Linked DNA regions of Mus musculus: region 1 is linked to region 2. The links are chromatin contacts, called in public HiChIP or PLAC-seq maps. All regions are on one chromosome and are shown on one strand. Each heading gives the region's core, a stretch centred on a gene start, on an enhancer-like site or on the middle of the called end of the contact. The rest is flanking DNA. Distances are from core to core; before and after follow the strand shown. Region 1 overlaps Crtc3 (CREB regulated transcription coactivator 3). Region 2 overlaps Zfp710 (zinc finger protein 710).

Region 1 (5,045 bases), core at 100-2,599, 520 kb after region 2:
CTCCTGTGAGATGCTTCATGAAGCAGCTAAGATTTCCTACTTCAGGGGCTCGTGTTGATACTCAGAAAACCATTCAACTTTCTCCCTGCTCCCTCCCAAGGGAAAAGCAGTCTGTCCTTACCCATGTTGTCAGCAGTTAGTCTGTCTTTATCCATGGTGTTGCCATTGTAGTTAGGGGTGGGCAATCACAGCCCAGAAATAGAAAATGGAAAGTTCCAGAGATGCATTTTTCTCTTTCTCTTGGCCTTTTTGTTTTTGAGTCAGAGCCTCAGGTAGCCCAGGATAGCCTCAGATTCACTATCCTCCTGCCTCCACCTCCAACGCGCTCAGGCTACAGGCATGTGCATCACAATGGGGAAGTCTTGCTTCCCCACGGGTATATGTGAACCAGAGGCAAGGACTGTCTAAATCAATTCTGACTTCCCAGTTCCCAGCTCAGTAGCCTCCAGCACCATCTCTCTCTCTCTCTCTCTCTCTCTCTCTCTCTCTCTCTCTCTCTCTCTCTCTCTCTCACACACACACACACACACACACACACACACACACACACACACAGAGTCAGGACTGCCCGGTTATTTTCTTTAGTTCCAAATTCTAACACTTCAACCATCCATCACCAACTCCGAGTCAGGACTCCCGTACTTATATTGGGAGGCATAGCAGCACAGTAGTTTTTTTTCTTGTTTGTTTGTTTGTTTGTTTTTCCCTATCAATTTCCCCCAGGCATCAGGCATAAATCAGGCTGTTGTAAAACCTTCAAGGTTGGCAGCAGAGAATCCAGACACCTGTGGCTGGGACTAGCTCAGCCCTTCTGGCAAAGATTCCCTGATGACAAAGGCTTAGGAGGAATGGGTGGGGGATGAGGAGTGGGAAGCCCATTCTGCAAGGACAGGCCAGAGCACGGAGTCCACACCCGGAACAGCGGCCAAACAATGGTGGGAGCGAAGGTTACCGGACAGGATGTAAATAGTGCAAGCCTTGACAATGAGAAAACTCAAACTCATAAAATGTGGGAGGGGAAGGAGCCCGGAAGTGGTGACGAGCTCATTTCCTCTCCTAAACTCGGGTCCTCGGGAGATGCCGTCTGTCCGTCTGTCTGTCCGCAGTCCCAGTCTGTCAAAAGCACAAGTCAAGCACTTAGTATTGTTCTTTGAAAAAACGTATTAGCGACGTAAAAAGCATGTGACTCTTTGTGGCTTGGTAACTTTCCCCATCACATCTAGATTTCCTTTTGTTCTGTTAAACAGAATTTTTTTTTCTTAAAAGCACACTATTACTGGGGCGCATTCCCCTACCGCTGATCCTTTCTCTATCATCCACGGTGCACACCTCTCTACCAAAGCTGCCTGGGTACCAGCCAGCCCCAGTGATTTCTAGGAGTTCCAGGTTCCAACCACTTGAAAGCCTAGCCTCAGGGGTGTGGCTCGGCGCTGTTTTGCATCTGTGATCATGAATGTGCACATTTATAAAAACAAGGCTCTTTCTTTCTGGACAGTGGTAGAGATCAATTCAGGGTTTCACTTTCTTCCCCAGGCCAGTAAAGCCCTTTAAAACACCTTTTTTTTTTTTTTAAATTTTACATTAAAAAAAATGCATCCAGTGCCTACAGAGGCCAGAAAAGGGCATAGGCTCCCTGGAACTGGAGTCTTGAATGGTTGTGAGCTGCCGTGCAGGTGCTGGGAATTGAGTCTGGGTTCTCTGAAGAGCAGTCAGTGATCTTAACCACTGAGTTCCCTCTCCAGCACCTCTCTCTCTCTCTCTCTCTCTCCATATATATGTATGTATGTATACGTGTATATATATGTATGTATTTCTAAGACAGGGTATCATGTAGCCCAGGCTGGCTTCAGTCTTGTCATATAGCTGAGGCTGGCCGTGGACATCTGTCCCACCTCCCAAGCATTCGGCTTCCATGTGTATAGCAGCTTGCCCGGCTTCAGGATGTAGCTTGAAGCCTTGGGAATCCTGTGCCATGGCAAGGACAGAGACAGAAAGCAGGAGGTCGTGGAGTCAGTCTCCTTAGGGTCAGGGCCTTGCGTGCCCACTGGCAGATAGGTGACCCTGAGCCTCTCTGCAGTTCTTTTAGGTTGCTGGAAGGAACGTGGGTGTGCAGTGTCTGATCGTTGGTAGTGGTCACTAAGGATGCTGATGGCCTTCTGTCACTGTGGGCGTCAGTCCTTCCTGATGCCAATCTTCAGAGACCCAGGGGATCAAGTGGCTCTCTTTCTTTGGTTGTTTCCCCTGTCCTTAGAACCACTCGTACAGCCTCAGCTCCATCTAGTGTTCACATGGGGACACAGCCCCAAGATCTTACTGCAAATCTTACTTTCCAGAGCTGCACAGTGAAGCCCATTTAGAGTAACCCTCCAGTGCTAATATTTGGCATTTCAAATCAAGTGTTGTACAAGCCCAGTACTCTAAGCATCAGTACATATTGTCCTCAAAGGGACAGATTCATGTAACAAATAGTTGTAAAAAATGATGTTGACTGCCAGGTGTGGCATGGCTTCAGTTCCAGCGCTGGAGTCAGAGGCAAAGGAGGATCCCTGTGAACTCCAGGCCAGCCAGGGTCTTAAAAAAACTGACATCGGCTGATGGAATTCTTGGTGCCAGGAACAATTCTAAATTCTTGAATTGTGCAAGTTCACTTCCCACAACCCAGTATCATGACATGGAAGGTGTTTGTTTCATTTCAGAGGTGCAGAAAGATGAAGTAAAATCTGTCCCTCTGAGTGGACGTGATCCTTTAGGATGCCCGTGTCCCAGTGGCTAAGGACAGTGCTCACTGAACCCCATGGGCTATAAAAGGATGAATTGGTGTGGGGGGAGGGAGGTGGCGGTGAGGTCTAGGAGGTGAAGGGGGCATGGGGTGTGTTGTTTAACCAGTATCCACTGCAGAGATGTATGAAATTCTCAAAGAATGAGCAGAAAATATGGAAAAAAAGCACCACTCTGTTGAGTGTAGACGGGGCTGCTGGGTGAGCAGGGGTGAGGAGGGAGCCAGAGTGGGGGCTTCTGAGTGTCCCACTGGGGCTCAGGCTGGATTGAGTGTGGAGAGAATGGCTTACTCAGCAGCTGGAGCACTGGGGTGACAACTGTGACCACAGAAAGAGCTTAGCAGCAGGGAGGTAGTGACTGAGCTCCGACTCTATGCCAGGCACAGGGATTCGGCATAAGGGCAACAGCCACGCGCCCACCTGAACCCTTGAGAACTGTGGGCATGGAAGGCCAATACTGAGGGATGGTTTCTCACCCACAGATTTTTTCACTTTTAACAAGGTTTATTCTTCTTCTGTGCTTTGGTGTTTTGCCTACATGTGAGGGTGCCAGATTCTCAGGAACCAGAATTACAGATAGGTGTGAGCTGCTAGGTGGGTGCTGGGAGTTGAACCCAGGTCCTCTGAAAAAGCAATCGGTACTCATAACCACTGAGCCATCTGTGCAGTCCTCACGCACAGATTTGTAAGTAGAAGGTAGGTGGGGTGGCACGTGGATGAGACCGAGGGTGAGGGGTACACGCTTGGCGGAAGCAGATGATGAAGGACTATAGGGGAGTGTGTGGGCCTGAGGGAAAGGGTGTAGTCCAAGGGAGGGCTTCTGGGTTGGGGGAGGGTCAGCAGGATAGGAACTAACAAGGCAGGACCCGAGAAAGGCTCCAAGTGTTCAGTGTGCACAGGCCAAGGGAGTTCACAGCTGGGTGTGGGAGGTGATGGGTCTGCGCTCTGGGGAAGGCAGGAGATAGCCTGTAGTCTGAGGGAACTTGAGGAGAAGCGGCTTGCTTTCTGTCTTAGGGAGGAGACTGAGGCAGATGCAAAGGCTGAGGTAGAGGGCCTTGGGGTGGGAACTCAGGTAGTTCTTGGAGGAAGAACAGAGTAATGACACAGGAAAGATGAACCCAGGTTAGACCGATGCACCATAGGGGAGGGGGAATAAGGTAGTGAGAGATTTGGACAAGCTTAGGGGAGGGGGATGAGACAGAGAACAGAGGAGGAAAAGATCTGGGGGTGGCTGGAGGGGAGAGAGTGCTTCACAAGGTTTCCAGAGGGACCCAGAGAGAGCAGAGGACGGGTTGGTGGGCAAGGTGGGCTGGCTGAGTTTCTGAATAGAAAAGGCCAGGTATGGGCAGTCAGAGCAAAGAGAGCTGTCTGCAGGCTTCCTGGAGGCTGCTAATCCCAGGGACCAAGCCAGGAGTCAGGGAGAAGGGCCTGGATGAGGTCACACATGCTGAGAGACCAGGGCTGAGGTGGACTCTGAAGACGCTGGTCAGAAGTGGGATGTCTGAGGGAGATTTCAGGAGTCACCCCTAATCCAAGCACTCAGTGTGGCTGAGGGGGCATGCCTCTGAAGAGAGGCATGGGAAGAGGTGTCAGCGCTGGACTGGGACAGAACAACTGGGTTAAGGGGTGGGGCAACTGCCAGGGTGAGGCAGGAGACTGAGCCATCCAGGGAGCCCTGTCCTTGTTACCCAGTTTTAACAGGACTGTGCGCCTTTGATATATAACGAGGAGGCTCAGGAAGGGCTGGCTCAGGACTCAGCCATGGTTGCAGATCAGTGACTGCCAGCCAAGGAGGCAGAGATGGTTGGAGAAGCTGCCCACCCAGCCCTTCGTTGCCCCCAAGGCTGAAGAGAAACACCGAGAGCAGATACAACCATATTGTGCTGCTTTTAATTATGAAAGATGTAAAATGATGCATTATAAAACTTGGAAGCTACTTTATACAAAGTCCGATCTTTCAATATTGCTTAACAAAAGGCCGGGAGTTAGGACACTGGCCGGAAGTCTGACTAGCTGCTGGGATGGCCCCGTTCTGGAGCAGTGGGAACACTGGGAACCATCTGTGCATAAATCAGAAGAGCCCAACAGGAAATGTCTTCAGATATGTGCACGAGCATGAATACACGACCTCTCGGCCCAGAGAATATACAGTAGACTTGGGGGAAGGGAGCAGGGCAAAGGAGAGCTCATCCTCACTTCTCCCCACACTCGTGTGCTAAAACCCACCACCCTGCAGTGCTGGGGAAGGGCAGCTGGTGGGACAGAGAG
Region 2 (5,541 bases), core at 600-3,099:
AGAGGGCAGGGCTCTCAAGTTTACTTTCAGTTATTTGAAGGACCTTTCAATCTTACTGGGGTCTGGGGTAGGCCCAGTCTAGGTGGCTGCGTTCCCTGGAAATCCCCCACTGAGGCTTTGGGAAGGTGGCCCCGCTGCCTCGGGACTCTCCCATGGCTCTGGTGCACTGGACAAGGCCAATGGGAAGACTGCTTTGCCCTTGAGCACTGGGAGAGCTCTGAGCTGAGTAAGGTTCCCTAGAGAATCAGCTGAAAGAACCCTTGTTCTGAAGGGGGAGGCTGAGGCCTGATTACCACCAAGTACCGCCTCTGGGGAAAGCTTGCCACCATCTAGCTGCACCGGGAAGGTGGGGACAAACTCTGACCCGACACTTGTGGTTCCTGCCCTTAAAGTGCCGTGGACCCCACAGAACAGTGGGTCCAAAACAGGCTACAGGAATGGAAACAGGCTGTCTACGCGCTGAGAGATGAGCAGTGGGAGACCAGGTGCTGCCCCCCCCCCCCCCCCCAGAGAGGAAGCAGCTGAGGGTTCAGGGTCATCCCAGCAAGCCTGGGTGGCCAGTCTCCGTTCTGAGCTGAGCAGCAGAGCTACCAAGCCGTTGCCCACTCTGCAACTTCCTCTCTGTCTGCAGCAGCTGGGCTTCCCTGACAGGTCTGAGCGCTCACTTGCCTAGTCATCCCACTGTTTGGTCCATGTAGCATTTTTAATATCTGCCCTGCAGACTAGGAACACTGCAGCCTGCTTTACACACCATTGCTCTCCGCCATGGGCAGAAGAAACTAAAGCCAGGCCCAGTAGACCCAAGGAACAAGTCACAGCCTGCCCACAAGGCCTGATTTACTCATAAGGCTTCATTGTGAAATTGACTGACAGGTGACGCTCTATCATGGAGGTCCATCCCACATATTTGCTGTTCCTCAGAGCCAGGGCTTCCCACCTGGGATCTTGATCACACCTAGAAACATTGTTACTCAGCGATACCGTCCATTACATCATCCTTTGTGAATTTTCCTGCTTCTCTGAAAGTGTCTCTGGTGCCTCTTTCCTATCCGTGCTGTACATTTGGTTTTGTTTTTTAGCTTTTGACTCAGACCAGTCCCCCGTTCTCTCTCTCTCTCTCTCTCTCTCTCTCTCTCTCTCTCTCTCTCTCTCTCTCTGTGTGTGTGTGTGTGTGTGTGTGTTGTGTGTGTGTGTGTGTGTGTGAGAGAGAGAGAGACATTGTCTTTGAAGAGTCTGTGCAAGCCAGCTGTGTTGTAGAGGACTCTGGATTTGTCAGGTTGAGTACCTTCAAGTTGTTTACTGGTTTACAGCTCTGCTGAAAGGTGTATCCGGGAAAATTGCAAGGGGAAAAGGGATCGCCAGTTGGAGGCATGGCCTTTGTTTTTTACCTCCTGTGAGTCATGGAATGCTCTCTCCTGCTTCAGTTAACTTATTTATAGCTGGACCCAGCTGACCGGAAAGGTTATCTCACTGGGTCCATAGCCAACCTGGATGGCTGGGTGTGTGCTATCTTCATTTCATGGATAGGGGTTTAAGAGGTTGAAGCCCGGCCTACATCCAGGCTACGAGGCAGAAGTGGACAGGGCCCAGCCATGTGACATAAGGTAGGACTCCCTGCAGGGGCAGCTGGGGGCCAGCACAGAGTCACCCCAGCACAGCCCTGAGCCTGAGAATATCAGATGTAATCTAGCCGTAATTTTGAGCTTTGGTGACTGAAACCAGGTACTGTGGAGTACCTGCCCTGTATGGTCTCGTCTGGCGACCTTGCAACTTTAACCCTGCTCTTGCCTTGGCCATCAGCTGCCACACCTCTTTCATGCCCTGCACCTTGCACAAGTTGAGACCCAGGTGGCCACACCTGTTAGAGTTGGGTCCAAAGGCTCCTTGGTCAGGGCTGTGTCCCATGGAGCACACTGGGGTGTTGCCTGACATTTCTACAGTCCCGGAGGTTTTTGGTGTGCTTTGCATTTCTCCACTCCTCTGGTGGAAAGGAGACGCTATTCAGGTGGAAATGGCACCAAGCATGCATTAGACTTAAAAGATGGGAACTATTGAGGCCCTAGCTGACTTGCTGGCAAGGGAGAAGGTACCAGTGTGCATGTGAGACCCAGAGCCTCTTAGGCACGGTGGCCATGATGCCAGGTGAGCCAGCAGGCTCTGCTGGGGGCTTGTGAGGAAACCCAGACCTCAGGCATACACGTGTGCCATCGAGAGCTCCATGGTGTCACTAGTCCTCCCAGCATTCCTGAGGAGCTGGTCCCAGTGTGGTCTCTGGTCATGCCTCTTCCTCCCAGGGTGACACCCCAGTGCTTCAGTCTCTTTGAGAACACATGCCCACACTGTAGGCTTCCCCCCCACACACACACACACGTACCACCACTGCCCACCCTCTTGTATATGAGGAATCTCCTTCATGGCATCCTACCGCATTTTCCTTCTTCATAAAGTCATATTTTTGGGTTAATTTTGCTCACCGTCAAACTGAGTACCAAGCTATGATTGTTTTTGTTACTTATTTCAAAAAGGGATTGAAGGGCCGCAGAGATGGCTCGGGGTAAAAGCCCCCGGGTTTGGTTCCCAGCACCCACACGGTAGCTCACACCTGTCTATAGCTCCAGTCAGTTCCCGAGGATCGGACACACTCCTCTGTTCTCCAAGGGCACCAGGCACACAGTGTACAGATACACATGCAGGCAAAACACTCATGCACAAAAAATAATACAAGACTTTTTAAGAGTGTAGATTACAGTCTCTGAAGGTCCCACCGAATGACATTTTTCTGTCCTCGTCTCAAACTCCTCCCAGGACACCAAGAGGTCAGGACCCAATTGTGGGCTGTTTTTCTCTGTCATCTCAGAAGTAGCTGTGTTTTCATTTCTAGACACTGGTGCTCCTGTAGCCTGTCAGCAGAATTCCTTAAAGCCTTTTCAAAACAAAGGGGAACTTTGTTGTTCTTAATTATGTATTGTGTGTATATGTGCGGTGTGTGTGTATATGTGGTATGTGTTTGTGTGTGTGCTCGTGTGCACACACCTAGGCACATGGGCCAGGGAGCATCGGGCGTCTGCCTTATCACACTCTACCATCTTTCTGTGACAGAGTGTCTCCTCACTAAGCTAAGAGTGAGCCTGGCAGGCAGCAGGCCCCAGGGGTCATGGGGCTACAGGTCTAGGTGACATCCCAGCTTCTGGGTTTCTTAATTCAGGTCCCAATGATTGCATAGCAGACATCTCCCCAGCCCTGCTTTATTTGTTTGTTTTTGAGATAGGGCCTCACTTGTAGCCCAGGCTAGCCTGCACTCACTTTGTAGCCAAGGATGATCTTGGCACCTCTGTCTTCCCATCTCTCTACCACCCACATGCTGGGACCACAATCATCCTACAAATAAGCATTTACCTTACGTTACCTTACGTTTAACACACTACTTAAAATGATTCTATGCAGCGCCCTCTGCACATGCTCCTCTGATACCAGAGGGCCCGCTGTCCACTGCCCGATACTCTCCTCCCCACACAGCTTCACCGTAGTGTGTATGACTGGCCGTTTTTTCACTTTTGCTTCCATATGGCATGAGGCTCTTGTTCACTACCACCCTAGGAGTGTATGGGAGCTAGCCAGCACACAGAGATGCTCATCAAATGTATGCCCACATTTGTGTGTCACAAAGAAGTACGAGAGGTGTAGGCTGTGGTTCCGTCAAGTTTCCACCCTGCGAGCCTGGATTTGCTTCATGTCCTTTCTCTTGACAGTTTCCTTGTTGGGTTTGAGGTTTGGAGCCCTTCTGGGCCTATTCCAACTAAGTCTTTCCTGGTGGCCATGGTGAGGAAAGTGTTTCTTTCCTGGCCTGTTTCCATCCCTCCCCCACCCCGACTGGCCTCCACCATCGCCAGGTCCCATTGGTCCTCCTCATTTTCTAATCCCAGCCTGCAGTGCTGAGCTCTGCGCAGACCGCACATCCAATAGAGAGGAGGGCAGCGACTTGTTCAGTCAGTCAATCAGTCAATCAATCAATAAGCCCGCCAGTCTTTTCCTGAAGCCTCTCCACTCCCATCACTTCTCAGTACTCAGCATTAGGTTGATCGGAAACCATTGCAGAAAGGTGACCCAGCCGTTCCAGGTTTTATGACTCATTGGGTCCTGGAAGCTAGGAAGAAAGAGAGAAGGCAAGACAAAGAAAGGGGGGGGGGGGCAGGGACATTCACCTGCCATCTCTGAGGACAGGTGGATTTTGGTTACAGCCATTTTGGGACAGCCATTTGGTTACCAGTGTGTGAGCATTGTCTCGCCCTGGAGCTCGACACTGCCCAGTACAGAACAGTGGCCTGCTGCAGGGAAGAGAGGGAGGTTCTGATCCAAGCCCAGGCCAGCCATGCTTTCTTCTCCCTGCCTCCCTCCCTTCTACCAAGAGTAGGTTGTGGCTGGGTTGCCACTGACCTGTGGGTTTTGGCTGTGTTGCCTAGACTGACCTAGACTCCTGTGCTCAAGGGAAACTTCTGCCTCAGCCTTCCAAGTTGCTGGGGCTTATACACTCCACACCCGTGGTGGCAACTCTGTTCTTTCTGCCTTTGGGTCTTGGGTGACTTGGGAAAATGCAGCGCTCTGGTACATGAAGAGCAAACCTCTCTGCCCATAGGGCCTTTCTGTCCCAAGAGACACAGACCCAACAGTTGGTCGTCTGACTGTTTGTCATTCCGCTTAGTCACCCTGGACAGAGCACCATCTCTCTGTGTGATGCTCGACATCTGGAGTAGTAGACAGGCCCCCCCCTCCTGTATCCTGGGACAGTGGATGATGCTCACAGGTTCCCAGCCCAAGAGGCACATCTCACCCATGGGCTCCCACTCAGCCAGGACCCCATAAGGGGTGACCATGGCCAGAGCCCAGGCTGGGGGCAGGGCCAGCCAACCCTGCAGTAGAATGTATGGCTGCTGGGCCATCAAGCACGAGGGAGCTCTTGAGGGTTGCTGTGAGTTCAGGGGAGCTTCAGTGTGTTCTCACACTTTCAGAAATTAACACGTAGCTCCCAGCCTTTCCACCCCCAGGAAGGAGAGAAGGAGAAAAGACGGAAAGCGCGTTCTCATTGTCCCTGTGATTGGCACCGTGTGTGAATGAGGGGTCACCGCTTTGGGCTGCTCTTTTTCAAGGCTCCTGTCTCCCCTGCACGCTGCATTCACACCGGAACGTTTCTCTTTAAAGTTCTGTCTTTCTCTCTCCCATGCTTTGTCTCTGCTCTCCTTCGCTTCTGCCTTTCACTCTGGGCACTCCCCACCTCCCCGGGGATCTCTCTCTCTTCTCTGGATCTTTTTTTTCCTCCCTTTTCTTCTATTCAGTTCCTCATTTCTTTTCTTCTGCCCCTTTTTTTTTTTAATTCTTTTTCCTTTTTTGAATAGCGCCTCTGTTTTCAAGGGGTGGGAGAAGTTAGAGAAGTGGGTTTGTGAGGTTTCCCCCTCCACCACGCTGTGGCACAGACCTCCCTCTGCAGACACTGGTGTGTGCTAGACCCCCTCAGAGGGCAGGAAGTTTGGAAAAGTCCCCATCGGG

The links. HiChIP or PLAC-seq counts read pairs in DNA pulled down with a chosen protein or histone mark.
Region 1: a contact with region 2 is called in an H3K27ac HiChIP or PLAC-seq map of microglia, with 5 times the contacts expected there. The contact joins two enhancer-like sites. A contact is called at or near these places in 2 of 115 datasets of contacts at active chromatin or transcription factors (microglia and pancreatic cancer cells).

What each region holds. Positions count from the first base shown.
Region 1 is chr7:80,581,987-80,587,031 of GRCm38.p6, forward strand. It overlaps Crtc3 (CREB regulated transcription coactivator 3), which reads right to left. Exons shown (of 15, transcript NM_173863.2): 15 at 4,646-5,045. Among named protein-coding and RNA genes, the nearest start is that of Gm42398, 28 kb to the left of the region's middle. Within about 2 kb of position 1,350, at least 113 of the 459 cell types and tissues checked have an H3K27ac peak or open chromatin away from gene starts, as enhancers often do. A contact at or near this core is called in microglia and pancreatic cancer cells, where this site is marked.
Region 2 is chr7:80,058,737-80,064,277 of GRCm38.p6, forward strand. All of the region lies in intron 1 of Zfp710 (zinc finger protein 710), which reads left to right. Gm21057 (predicted gene, 21057) reads right to left here. Exons shown (of 3, transcript NR_045695.1): 3 at 3,974-4,144. Among named protein-coding and RNA genes, the nearest start is that of Gm51449, 5.2 kb to the left of the region's middle. Within about 2 kb of position 1,850, at least 108 of the 459 cell types and tissues checked have an H3K27ac peak or open chromatin away from gene starts, as enhancers often do. A contact at or near this core is called in microglia and pancreatic cancer cells, where this site is marked.